2 separate regions of the Gossypium hirsutum genome follow, and region 2 is linked to region 1. Evidence: chromatin contacts called from public Hi-C data. All regions are on one chromosome and are shown on one strand. Each heading gives the region's core, a stretch centred on a gene start, on an enhancer-like site or on the middle of the called end of the contact. The rest is flanking DNA. Distances are from core to core; before and after follow the strand shown.

Region 1 (7,644 bases), core at 3,394-5,893:
AGATTTCCTTTTAGCTGCACAGTTTGCTATTTCAAAGGCTGACAATTCTCCTTTTATTTATCGATCGGGATCTCAGCTGATTTATGTTCTTGTGTACGTTGATGACATCATTATCACTGGGACAGACTTATAAGCTATAGATCGATTTGTCAAAGAGCTTGATATTCAGTTCTCATTAAAAGATTTGGGAAGGTTGAATTATTTTCTCGGTATTGAGGTCAGTTATACTCCAGATGAGATTTTTCTTAGTCAAAGGAAGTATATACTCGATCTTCTTACAAGGGCTTTTATGGACAAGTCCAACGAATTGCCAACACCTATGGTCATAACGTGTCACCTATCAGCTCATGAAGGTACTCCAGTTGACGATGCACACTTGTATAGAAGCATAGTTGGTGCCTTACAGTATGTAGTAATTACCAGGCCAGATATAGCATTCTCTGTCAACAAGGTTCACAAACCGTTGGATTTGCATTTTAAGGCTGTGAAACGAATCCTTCGATATTTGAGAGGGACCTTGGATTATGGCATGAATTTTACTAGGAGATCAAAGTTTCTGCTTGAAGGTTTTTCGAATGCTAGTTGGGGGTCAGATGCTGATGATCGTCGATCAACCTCAGGTTACTGTGTTTTTCTTGGAGGAAATCTATTCTCCTGGAGCTCCAGGAAACAACAGGTGGTCTCAAGGTCTACTGCTGAGGCAGAATATCGTAGCCTTGCTCATGTCACTGCCGAAATGGTCTGGATTCAGTCATTGTTGTCTGAATTGGGAGCTTCTATTAAGGGTAAAGCATTGGTGTGGTGTGATAGCTCAGCTGCTGTGGCAGTGGCCGGAAATCCTGTCATGCATTCGAAATTTAAGCACGTTGAGTTAGATTTATTTTTTGTTCGCGAGACAGTTGCCAATAGATTGTTTCAAGTAGGGCATGTTCCAAGTAAAGAACAAATTGCAGATGTCTTGACGAAACCCTTATCAGCAGGGTAATTTCATAAATTCAGGAGTCAGCTCCAAATTGTTCTTCATAACAGTGAAGTTACAGGGAGGAAGTTGATTAGCACAGGGAATGTTAGGAGTAACAATTAGTTAATCAGTTACTCATCTGTTAGTAGTTAATCAGTTAGTTAACAGTTACTTCTCATCTGTATAAAATACTTAACTCTCTTCATTAATGAAGTAAGTCAAAATTGTTACTCATCCTTTCTTCTTGGTATGATCCTGACAGTCATTACCCTTGTGACCTGATGAAAATAGAATGAATTCTTTCTTTCAGAGTACTACATGGTTTGACAAGGTTTGATATTTTATTGGTCGTGTAGTTGCTAGATCTTCATATCTGCTTACGTTAGGCTACATTATACGCATTATTTGACATTGGAAACTTTCTGCTATATATTTTTCATCTGTATATTGCTCAAACTATTCTGTTGGTGTCTAACTGCCTATTTGAATAGCCTGGCATGTATGTTATCCTCTCCCTTTTTGGTACCATTGTTAAGTAGAAGTAAAGTTTACAAAATACAATGTGCTGATTACCTGCTCCGAAACGCATGTCAGCTGCTGGAACACCAATATGTTGCAGAAAAGCTGCATAATCAGAACCTGCTCCTCCTAATCGTCCAATCTTCACAGGTTATGTGCAGGATAATAAATTCATTAACTTTGATGTAGATATGTAATCTACATGCACCAACCAGACAAGTTCTTCGGAATCATTTAGTTTCACTTTCATTATACTCACCAGAGAAGACTCAGTGGACTGAATCCATTGTTCGTAGATTGTTTGTGATGAGTTATCTGGATCTTGAACCTTCAAAAATCAAATAGAAAAATGATTAGTCAAGTGAGAGAAGATTGACAAGAATTGAACTCCAATGACACACTGACTATACTCAGAACTTCTTTTATTTTATTTCGTTTCTTCCATTTAGACTCGGCTACTATTGCTATTGTCCTTGTGTTGGTTTGGTTTAGCAGTTTTCAGATACCTGTTGTGTAGCTAGTTTGAGCAGATCATCAAGTTGTGGAGTTCCAGAAGCATGAAATCCTGCTCCAGATACCGCGCAGTCAACATTTAAGTATGCAACTGCCCTTGAAGCCAACAATTCTCTGTTTTCTTCTACCCATTCTGTCGATCCTGTCTGGAAGTACTAGCCTGTTTATATTTCAGTTCAGAAAGAGGCAATAAAGATAGATGCATACGAGAGATAACCAGTCAAGACAGACCAAGCCATACTCCTCAGCATCCCAATTGCACAAAATAATTGTTCGTCGTGGTTTCCAACCGCTTCTTTGTAGTTTCTGGAGTCTTTGTGCAACCTGCATGATGGGGAATTCAGCTGAAATGCACAATTTGTCCCAAGGGTGAAATCTCTGCTTTTAGCTTTGACAAGTATAAAGTGTGGGATGTAATGGGATTATAATCACCTCTAGCAGTGCTGCGGTACCACTGTTGGGATCAACAGCTCCAAATGTCCATGCATCACGATGATTGCCCAGAATGACGAACCTAGCAATAGGATATCATTAAAAAACAAGTGCTCTTAATTATTCCAAAGTCTTCTTATCATTGGCTAGTCATAGTGTTTGCTTAGTTGATTGCTATATCCATTGGTGAATTAGGTCACGTTTAAGTCCTAATAATAATAGTGAATATCCAACACAAATGTGAGTAATTCATATGCAGCAATGTCCATATATGTTTCTGAACTTACCGATCAGGCTCCTCCACTCCTTCAATAACACCCATGACGTTTTGAATTGTTGCTATGACTTGTTTCCCCTGAAAATCTCATTCAAGCAAACCAACCCATTATTGACCATTTAAGTTGTGGTTCATTTTGACAGGTTGACCTATTCATAAATGCTTACATTGTACTCGAGATTCACAACTCCTGGTCCTGGTCCAACTCTGTAAGTTGGGGCATCTTTGCTTCCCTGCCAATTATCTTTTGCAATTTGTCCACCGATTGACCTCAAGATTGTTTCACCATCCGCACCAGATATCGGCATCGAGGGTATTAAAGGAACATCTCCACTGCTCTCCACCTCCTCAACTGACACCCTCTCACACCCTTCACTGCTAGCCCATCCAGGCGTAGTGGGGTCACCAGACCCATTATAGACTGTTCCCACCTGAACCCCACTCGGCGGCATCCATTTGTCATCGGGAAACCACTTTGCATCACCTCCCTCACCTCCATAATCTTTCCTATCAGTATACACCAATGCCCCTATAGCACCAGCTTCAAACGCATTCATCACAATGTCTCCCCTAAAAATCTCTCCGTATCTCGCCAAAGCCACAGTACCAGTAACGTTCACTCCCATTTCTTTCAATGTACCGTAGTCCTCCACCCGCCTATAGTTCACATAAACCACTGGCCCGACAACCGAACCAGACTTGGCATATGCGTGGTTAGTAGGCAGCACTTCATCAGCCACATCTGCATAGGGATCACCCTCGTATATTTCCTGCTTGAGATCAAAAGTTATAGGCGGTTCTGAAGGAGAAGGTGTCAGAGTCAGCGAACGTGAATCTGGGTAGGTTAGTAAAACATCATAGGAGACGATGTGTGCCATGATGTTGCAAGCGGAGAGTGTTGATAGAACATAGGATGCAGCCTCAGCGTTGGCTTGGGAGCCTGCAACATGTGGGCGGCGGGTGAGGGTGCGGAGGTGGTGAGATATGGAGGCATTATCGGACAGGGAACTGGATATAAACAGCGAGTGATAATATGATTTTGGAGGGGGAGAAAAGTGGAGAATAAAGAAAGAGGTGGCTATGGCTAGGAACGTGGCTCCGGTGGTTTTCAACATGGAAGCTTAATCGGTCTTCAATGCCTAATTCGTTTTGACTGTTGAGGTTCTATTTGGTTTTGCAATGATGGGCTGAGGAAGAAAATAGATTTAAACTATTAGATACTGATTGAATGAATAAAAATATAATATATATATTTATGATTTGCTGCTAACGAAGGATGATAAAATGGCAATATGGCAATGTTTTAGTAGCAGTGTTGGATATTTCATATCGATATCCCTTTGTTTTTCTTGGTTTAATCTTTGGATTCTTAATTTTTGTTTTGTTGTTATCATTGTGACAAATGTTTAGTCTTATGATGTGATTGGGAATGTAAGCCTAACCTTTTGATGATTCCAAACCCCATCCATTACAAAATACAAACATTGAGGTAGAAACTCAACTCGTTTGAGTTGGATTGTTTCTTCTTATCTTTCCCTAAAAGTAGCTAAACTTGTATCCACTGATGTAATAACGTCAACTACCAAAGGCAGGAGACTGTGGAGCAACTTGACATTTAGTTCATGGCAATTTTATTGATTAAATTAAGGGCTGTCTGAAAGTAGAAAGGGTATTGTGGGTCTAGAACATTGGAACTCTTGGAAATTTGTACAGATATGATCACGGGCTTAGATGAAGATGTCCTAAAAGTACGTTTTTTCCTTGAGAGCCACCCCTTTGGCTGCCCTTTTCTAGTTTTACACTCTAAAAAGCTTCATTCTTTCACTCAATTTCTCTCTATATCCTCCCTCCTTATTTTATTTTGTTTTCTTTTTTGAGTAAAGGGGATAACTACTAATATTTTTTTTGGCTTCAATTCCAGAAACATGGGAGGTGGTCCTTCTGCCACGTGTCCTCCACCCTCAAATTGAATTCCAGAAATTCATCTCTATCCACTTCCGATGCTCTTTGACTTGTATGTTTGCTGGGCCTGTATATATATTATGTTCATTTTGGGCCTGCATCTGAATGCTCATTGCTCATATATCTTCTCTAACTTTAAAACTTAAATATCCATTCTATTATTTAAATATTTAATTAAGTAAATATCACGAGTTAACCAGCCATCATCTTGATTTGAAAAATTAAAAAGTTATTTTTTCATAATTAAAATAAATTATATTATTCAATGATATTTTATGTTGAAAAAATTCAGTTTAGAAAATAATTTTGTTGCATGACAAAAAAATAATTAATTTTTCTAAAACCGAACTATTATATTATTTATAGCAATAAACTCTTTATTAAATTTATACTTATGTTTTGGAACAAGTGGTAAAGAAAGTTCCCAGCTTTCGACCAAAGTGATCTTTTCCACTATTCTCGCACCTATGCTTGCTTATAATGTAGGCTTTAATCACGAACCGATGAACACAATGAAAACTTTATTGATGCTAAGTGGAAACATCAATCTCTCTCAAGCACTAGAAACTAAAAGGCACTCTCTGAAGATTTAGAATTTATTTAGAGGAATAAATCTCACTAAATTTTGATAAAGTGTCAAAGCTTAATGTGGTTTGTCTTTTGACATTGCCATGGTCTCTATTTAAAGAGGAAATCACAAAAATACTAGTTGAATAAAAAAATTTATTTTAATAGAAAAATACACCTACCCCTACTGAGAAAGGCTATAAGTGGCGACACCCTTGTTCCATCTATGGGATCTAGGGTTGCCACTCATCATGTTACAATATGGGATTTTGGGCTTGTCATGTGTATTAGGTATAATTATATGTATTATTTAGTTTTTAAACCAACTCAATAATTTAATCAACTCAATAAACAAATTTCTATTCCCAACATATTATTTGTGTAAATAAATAAATTTAATTTATTTCCTAATTCAATTATTTTCTCAACCCAATTCTAACTCTATTGAAGTTATGACAATTTTTTTAGGGGTCGTAACAAAGGTATCCACTGATGACACCATACAAACCTCATAGTTAAGTCATGACACCTTTACCATACTAGAATTTATGGCTAAATAAATTTAATTAACTTCTTCAATAAAATTGCTATAACTAATTAATTTAATTTTCACTTTAAAATTTAATTATTTAATTGCATTCAATTTGTTTTTCTAAGTCATCTTTTGGCTCATAGCTGGGAAACACATTCACTACTAATATTGATACATACAATCCATTTCTCTAATTTGTTTTTCTCATTTATTTTCATCTCATTGATTTAAATGCAAACCATCAGGTTATACTGAACTAGCTGAAGGACAGATTGAACATATATAATTAGGACTCAAATAATCTGTAATTAAGTTTTGATCATTTATCTATTGATTGCAACATTATTTAGTCATGAAGTGTTAAGAATACAAGTATACCTTAGCTAAGCCTGGTTGTTAGTCAGTTTTAAGAGTTAGTTTTATGAGCTATTAGTTTGTTACTTAATCAGCTAGGTTGAGCAGTTACTACATTATTCTATAAATTCAAGTCTCCTCAATGTATTTCACAAGTTAAGAAGTCTAAATACAGAATACATTATTTTATTCTGTTTATGTTTACCATAGTAGCTTACATGGTATCAGTCGCCTAGAAGTGTTTTGGGACCTACCTCAATGACCACCACTGCTTTTATTGATTCGTCCGCCGTTGATCCTGGCTATTTAGCATTTACTGGTACTCGGCTAGTCCAGTCTTTTCTATGGTATGAGATGATCAAGCTCGATGAAGGCACGTTTGTTCAGTGTCAGCAACACGTTAGGATGATTGTCGAGGGTTATAAACTGATCGGTTTTCTCGATGGCACTTTGGCTAGTCTATCGCGGTTTGTGCAGTCTCTAGAGGCTCACTCATTTCGAATCCAGATGCTTTAGCTTTTGTGCAACAAGATCGATTATTAGCTTCATGGCTCCTTTCCACAATTAATCCTTCCATTTTGTCTTCTTTTATGGAAGCTCGATCTGCTTGTGATATGTGGACTACTACAACTCGTCTTTTTTCTCCTCTCACCGATGCGAAGCTTGCTCATATTCGACACGATTTGCTTTCCCTCAAGAAAGGCAGCCTTTCAATCAAAGAATTTGTGGCCAAGATTCAGAATATGAGTGCTTTGATAGCTGCCTCTGGTTTGCGCATCTCCGAAGAAGAGAAGGTCGAGACTCTGCTTGTAGGCTTACCCTCTAATTTTGATTCTGTCATTACGCTCGCCTCGTTCTCGTCGGAACCTTTTCAATTTCAATGACTTGTTGAAGTGCTTCTTTAGTACGAGAATCATTAGGCGCGTGTGGCTCCAGAGATACCTCTTCATGTTAATCTCTTGGAGACTGTTCCATCACCGATCATAGGGGCTCTATTCGTGGTGCTCGTCCCCCATCTGGAGGCTGTGGGCGTGGGTTCCGATCTAGAGTTCAGTACCAAATTTACGGATGGTTTGGGCATCTTGCTCAACGGTGTTTCTACCACTACAACCGTGACCATGAGGAACTGTCGCTGGATGCTCGAGAGTCGTCTCCGGTAGATCGTTGATCGTTGCCGATTTATGGTGGGTGTATGAGCCCATTTTGCCCGGGCCTAGTGCCAAAAAATAAAACAAAATAAATAAAATACCCAGGCCCAAAATTAGGAAAACCCTAACCCACCAAACTTAAACAAAAATTTCAGATCAGAGGAAACCCTAGCCTCCAAGCGCCGCGTGTGTGCCGCCCCACCTTCTCGTCTGCCACGCCTCCGGCCCATACCTCCACTCACGCGTTTCTGCCACCACTGTCGGCCACGGACACCTGCAAAACGAAGCACACGCAACAGAAAAAGGCCGAATAGGAAAAGAATGAAACAGATATGAAGAGTTTGTAATCTATAAAAGCCACAAGCAATTTCTTGTAAAA
Region 2 (6,967 bases), core at 2,823-5,322, 130 kb before region 1:
CTTGCTTTTATCCTTTGGCAGATAATTCCGACACAAGCAGCTATCACTGTGGGAGGTGGTGGTGTTGGCATTAATATCGGCAATGCTGGTGGTGGCGGTGCAGGTGTTTGGATTGGTGGAGGAATCAACAACGGCCCAACTCCATCAAGCCCTTCAGTGTCAAAGCTCACCACTGCTTACACTGCTCTCAAGCATGGAAATCTGCAATCACAGATGACCCATTGGGGATTTTGAAGACTTGGGTTGGCTCAGATGTGTGTACTTATAAAGGGGTATTTTGTGCAGGCCCTGGACCATTTGTTGCAGGCATAGATCTCAACCATGCCAATCTGCAAGGCACTCTGGTTAAGGAACTCTCAGTCCTCACTGATATTTCAATCCTCCACCTTAACAGCAACAGGTTCTCAGGCACCGTTCCCGATACTTTCAAAGACCTTTCGTCACTTCAAGAGTTGGACATTAGTAACAATCGTTTCTCAGGTCCTTTCCCTGCAGTTACTTTATACATTCCCAATCTCGTTTACTTAGACCTTAGGTTCAACAGCTTCTCAGGACCAGTCCCTGAAGACCTATTCAACAAAAGACTTGATGCTATCTTCCTCAACAACAACCAGTTTGAAGGTGAACTTCCTCAAAATCTGGGTAATTCCCCAGCTTCTATGATCAACTTGGCTAACAACAGATTCAGTGGGAACATCCCAGCTAGTTTTGGCATAGCCAGTTCCAAGTTGAAGGAGATTTTACTGCTTAACAACCAGTTAACAGGCTGCATTCCACAAGGTATTGGACTGTTCTCAGAGATGCAAGTTTTCGATGTGAGCCACAACTCACCGATGGGTCATTTGCCAGACACGGTATCTTGCCTGAGTGACATTGAGGTTCTGAATTTGGCACACAATAAACTATCCGGGGTACTCCCCGATTTGGTTTGTTCTTTAGGGAGCCTTATGAATTTGAATGTAGCATACAATTTCTTCTCTGGGTTTAGCCAGGAATGTTCAAAGTTGTCGTTTAGGAAGGGAGGGTTTGATTTCTCGTTGAATTGCTTACCCGGGAGAGACATGCAGAGACCACAACCAGAGTGCTTGGTGATCCCTGGTGGGGGGTTGAGTTGTCTGAGAATTCCTTCTGCACAGCCTCTGGTTTGTGGGGCATTGCTTGGGAACTTGGAGGTTAATGTAACCTCAACATCTCCATGATCTCATCTCCTTACGTTACTAGTTTTTTAGTATAACAGGTTGGCCATAAATCCAAAGCAATGTTTTGCGCGCATTCAAACACTAATTCCATTTTTCACTCAGCAATTCAACGTTTATTCTGGTTTAAGATTATTATTTTCTGGTGTAGCGGCATCATGCTTCAAATTTTTTCCTTTTTCTTGTTTTGACAAAGATGATTTGAAAAGATTTTCAGGACAGGCAAAATCCATAGATCTGCAAGGCCCGCTTAGACTTGTAAGCCATCCAAGATTCTCAGAAAATAAAAGAAAAAAAAAACACTTGTTTAAGATAAACTAGTCATGAAATTTGCATGCTAGAAGTGAAGAATTACAACAAAAGGATTGCTTGTTTAGGCAATGTAATACATTGGATTTGGCAGCTTAAAGGAACGTTTAGCCACTGCAAAACCCAGCAAGTCACTCCATTGATCTCCAGAATTCCCATGAATCCTGTAACCTTCATTTACCAGAACTGATCTCCTCTCAGATTTGAATATGGTCGCTGGCGTCCCTCCATCTGAGGCTCCCCTGTACCATAACCAAAAATTTCATCACCCATTTCTTACCAAGTAATTTTGTTTAATTAAAAACTAGTCCTACGTAGTTTTCCATTGAAAAAGAACCAAAACGGGAACTGCTTGCTTGAAAACTAGACAGACCTCAAGATAAGCCCTTCCCAGCCAGTATACCCAGCTAACTCAAGATTTTTTCTGGTGTCATTCCTCTGATGTTCACTCCGGCCGGTAAGCACAAATATTTTGAACCCCATCTGCTTCAAGCCATTATACAATTTCAAACTCGATGGTATAGCTGGGGCCTTGGCTTCTGCCACCCATTCATCCCAACAGCTCTCGTTAAAAATTTCTGATCTACATTCATCACAAGATAGCTAAGCAACTTCAACAAATGAACACAAGCATAAAAATTTAGGACAAAGTAAACAGATTAAGCAATTTCTTTAAACATGATTCACCGTGCTCGTGTTTTTGCACAATGAAGTGTCAAATGTTCAGGGGAATCCTTTGATTCCCTACACTGAACTTTGCACAAGCCATAAGCACATTCAAAACTAGTAACTAGGATCATAGTATATTCAGATTCTTTCTCCAATGCCAAAACACAACCAAGTCGGATGAAATCATTTTCAAAAGCACCCAACACAGTTTAATCATCTATAACATGACAAATTGCCAATAGGCAAAAAGCTTAACTTAGATGTCAAATTTTCATTTTCGGCAAATGTTACCCAAAATCTTTCAAACCAAGGTTTTTGTTTTGTTTTGTTTTATCATGAACAAATCAATAATTGTTTAGTTTACAATACTGACGTTACAATAAGAAAATTCTAGCATAAGTAAAACCCCATATAAAGTTCTTATTTCAAACCAATGCATTGAAAATCATGAGAGAACGAAATTGCCAAGAAGGGTATTCAATACAAATGCATAAGTATAAATAACATATTATATAATCTTTAAGTCTTAACTAATTTTTCTTTCAAAAAAAAAAAGTCTTAACTAATTTTAAATAATATCAAAGGATATTAAGTAGCAAAATCACTTTTTTTAACCTCTAAATTTAGTCATTATATTCAAGAAAAAAGAATAGAGTATACAATAATTTTCAATTTCCTTACTCAAATATCCAATTTTAATAGGACAATGGTTGAGGTTACCTTAATAATCATAACTTAATGATCGCCTGATTCATAATCATATCAAAAGTTATCTTGCCAAGAAGAAGAGAGCATATCATGCATCCGATAGGGACTCTAGCATTATTTAATGTTAAAAATTTGCGACTGGTTTCCTCATTTATGGTTGACCAAGAAAGGCCATCTAACCTTCCAAGCCAAGACAAATCTGGGCGTGTGTTTTTTTTCTATACCATAAATCCTACCAAAAGCAAAGAAAACGCATTCATTCGAATCTTATCCGATTCATGGTGTTAAGAAAAAAAACGAGGACAGGGTTGACGTACATAGCCGAACCCGTGATTTCTATACCATTAATCCTACCAAAGCAAAGAAAGCGCATTCATTCAAATCTTATCCGATTCATGGTGTTAAAAAAAAACGAGGACAGGGTTGACGTACATACCCGAACCCGTGATTTCTATACCATTAATCCTACCAAAAGCAAAGAAAGCGCATTCATTCGAATCTTATCCGATTCATGGTGTTAAAAAAAAAGAGGGCAGGGTTGACGTACATACCCGAACCCGTGATCCCGATAGTAGGGTAAATTGGTCAACAAAGTCTCGTCGACGTCGAAGACCCAGGCGTCTTTGCCGTCGGATGCGATCTGGACGGTGGAAGCGTAAGCGAGGGAGTAATTAGCGACGACCTCGCAGTCGGAAGCGTAGCGTTGACCGGTCATATAAGCTCTGACGAAAGGAACGCAGCGGGAGGGGATTGCGGCCCAACTTCCTGCGTTATTGGTCTCGACGGCTAACTGCCAGCTGGCACAGTAAAGGTCGTCGTCAATGTTGGATCGAGGAACGCTCGTTGCCGTTGTCGGGAGGCGGATATTGGGTTCAAAAGAAGCCGAAGATTCGAGAACGGAGGTGGTGACGAGGAGTAAGAATAGGAAGGTTAGGGGCTGAGACGCCATTGGAAGTTGAATTCAGTATTTGAGGAGGGAGAGTGTTTTTTTTTCTTTTTCGTTACCTCTCCCAAGCAGTGGCTCATTGATTGTGAGAAAAAGTTTCTATAATTTATTGTGAAAACTGTTGGTTCTCTTCACATTTTAACCATTCATTTTTGGGTTAATAGTTTCCACATGAGTTTCTCCAAATTTACATAATTAGTAATTTGAATTTTTTTAGAATTCACTGTTTTTTGAATTTGTATTTCCTTCACCTAAGTTTGTATTTATGTACTAATACCGTTAATTTATACTCACGTGACACTGATAATTAATTTGTTGGTGACATGTGATAATTTTTTAGTATGCCCGTGATAAATAAATTTAAAATTTTAAAATAACTTTAAAATATATATAAATTAATAAAAAATATTTTTTTACAATAAGAATGAACTTAGACAAAAAAATTATACTCTTTTTTATTAATTAATCTATTTTTAATTTTTTTAATTGATACTCGTCACATGGCGTATTGAGAAATTGTTATATGTCATTGTTAGATTGACCATTAGTGTCACATCAGTATAAACTAACGGTATTAATGCGAAAGTACCAACTTGAGTGATAAAATATAAGCTCAAGTATCAACTAGGTACTTATGGACAAGTTTAGGGAGCAAACTACATATTAACCCTTCATTTTCCAATCATTGTTTAGAATTTGTATTTATGGTAAGGTTAAAATATGCTATTAGTCCCTATACTTGTATAAAATTTAGAATTTAGTCCCAATACTTTAAAAGTTAAAAATTCAATCTATACTTTTTCAATTTAAAAATTTTAATTCAAACATTATTGCTATTGATAGTTTCTGTCAAAAATTATCAATTTATCATGTTTATTTTCCTATCAATCATATGTTATGTCATGTAATTATAGTTTAGTAAAAAAATTCAAGTTGACAAAATTTTGATTGAAATACTTATTATTTTAGTGATTGGGTTGATATTTTAAAATGAAAAAGATAAAAAAGATTTAATTTTCAACTTTTTTAAATATAAAGATTAAAATTTAAAATTGATCAAATTAGGCATATTTTGTGCTGAGTTTAATAAATTATGATGTGGTGTGACGAGTGGTATCATTGGCCAACTTTCCCTTTCGTGATTTCTATATGAAGCATAACAAATAATAATTTGAAACGATCCTAGGCTATTAAGATTGAAACAATAGCTTCCGTAAATGCAAAAGCAACCTAGACACTATTGATTGATATTGAAAGTTTTTCAGAGTTAGGTTTGCAGTTCATCTATCAAATAAATTAGTAAAAAATTCATAAGAAATTTAAAAAATATAAATTCAATTGACTTTTTTTTTTGAATTAATACATCATTCAAACAATCATGTTAATATTAAACTTATCCATGGATGATATCAACTTGAAATATAAAATTAATATTTTATCCAAATATAACAAAATGCATTGTTGTGGGTGGTCATTAGTTTAACACAAATATTGTTGAGGACCTCATGGATAGGCGTCTAAAAAGAGAAACGCTATTAAAATCTCGATTTAGAAAGGAAATCAACCGTACAATTAATAGAGGCAGGGGTGCGGCTATTGTAAGGTTTTTTACCAATTTTGTCGTTCTGAATTTAATTATAAAAAATAAATTAAAAATTCCAAATATATAATAATAGAAACATGCATATTCGTTTCATAAATTATAATAACCAAATTAAATATCTAAATTAACTTAATATTTTAAGAGTTGGAAGAATTATTGATTGGGTAATCACAACCTTGGCTTTTACCCAAACATCTCCCATATATTTCTACTTTCTCAATTGCTCACATAATAAATATTTTTTTCTTGCTTATTTTCTGTCATTTTACCTAAAAAGCCTGTTTTTAAACATTAATAATAGAACTAGGCCGTTTATTAGGTTATTTACCGGATTAGGCTATTTTCCCTGAAAACGCTTTGACGTCAGCGCGCTTTAGTGTCCACATCAGCAAAACGCTCCCCCGGAGAAGCGTTTTGCCACTGTAACGGTCAAAAATTTAACCGTTGGCTTCCAACGGTCCAAAAAAATATATAAAAAGGCCCCCCAAATCATTTTTTCACACAAATCTCTCACAATTTCTATAATTCTCTCAAAATTCCTTTCCCTTCATTTATTTTTCACACAATTCTCTCATAATTCTCAACATTCTTTCAATATTCCCTTCAAAAATCTATCAAATTTCATTAAAATTTTCTCAAAATTCTATCAAAATTCTTTGTTTAAATTTTTTTGAATTTAATTTTTTTTTAAATTAAAAAAATCCAATCTTATTAGCAATAGCCGGAGAATTAATCCATCTCGATAATAAGCACATCTCCATTGATCAAATGACAATGGTAAGTGATAATTTTAAAATTTCAATACTATTCGATATTTTTTAATTTATGTAAATTTAATTAAATTTGCAATACTATTTGATATTTTATTCATTTATGCAATTATAATTAAAATTTCAATACTGCTTGATTTGTTTTTCATTTATGATGTTTGCATTAATTAATTTATGCAATTTTAATTAATTTTTTTATAAATTTTTATAATAGTTTGTAGATTAGGTGTTGCAATGCTACATCCGTAATATGTTTGGTCCATCATTGCAGTTGATCGAGAATTACTTGCGGGAAGCGGGATTTTGGCACGTGGCCACGATAGACCGGGGATGCAAGTTGGACCCGAAACTAATCAGTACGTTGATAGAGAGGTGGAGACCCGAGACGCACACTTTTCATCTTCCATGCGGAGAGTGTACTATCACTGTGGAAGACGTGGATTTGCAATTGGGATTGCTGGTGGACGGGTACGCAGTCATCGAGTCCGCATCATCTACTGATTGGGGAGTCGTATGCTACGAGCTTTTAGGTGTTATACCGGATAATATTAACGGAGGTCGAATCGAAATAGGCTGGTTACGAGACACATTCCCGGAGCTAAATAATGATTCGACTGAACTCGAAAGAATACGATATGCTCGGGAATACATTCCTGAGATGATTGGAGGTTATCTGATGCCGGACTTGTCACGAAACCTCGTACATCTGAGATGGCTGCTGAAACTCGTAGATTTTAGAGCATCTGGCGAATTGAGTTGGTCTGTC

The links. A called contact is a pair of places that touch in the nucleus more often than the background predicts.
Region 2: a Hi-C map of leaf shows a contact between it and region 1, with 5 times the contacts expected there. The contact joins the promoter of LOC107962707 here to the promoter of LOC107962711 in region 1. A contact is called at or near these places in 14 of 34 Hi-C or Micro-C datasets (callus, fibers, hypocotyl and 2 more).

What each region holds. Positions count from the first base shown.
Region 1 is chrA06:16,811,548-16,819,191 of Gossypium_hirsutum_v2.1, reverse strand. LOC107962711 (probable glutamate carboxypeptidase LAMP1) reads right to left here and starts at 4,643. Exons shown (of 12, transcript XM_016899191.2): 1 at 2,870-4,643; 2 at 2,713-2,780; 3 at 2,426-2,507; 4 at 2,225-2,317; 5 at 1,987-2,139; 6 at 1,740-1,808; 7 at 1,535-1,622. The coding sequence starts at 3,817.
Region 2 is chrA06:16,940,834-16,947,800 of Gossypium_hirsutum_v2.1, reverse strand. LOC107962707 (acid phosphatase 1) reads right to left here and starts at 4,072. Exons shown (of 3, transcript XM_016899187.2): 1 at 3,434-4,072; 2 at 1,879-2,088; 3 at 1,503-1,747. The coding sequence starts at 3,831. The coding sequence ends at 1,570. It also overlaps the pseudogene LOC107962706.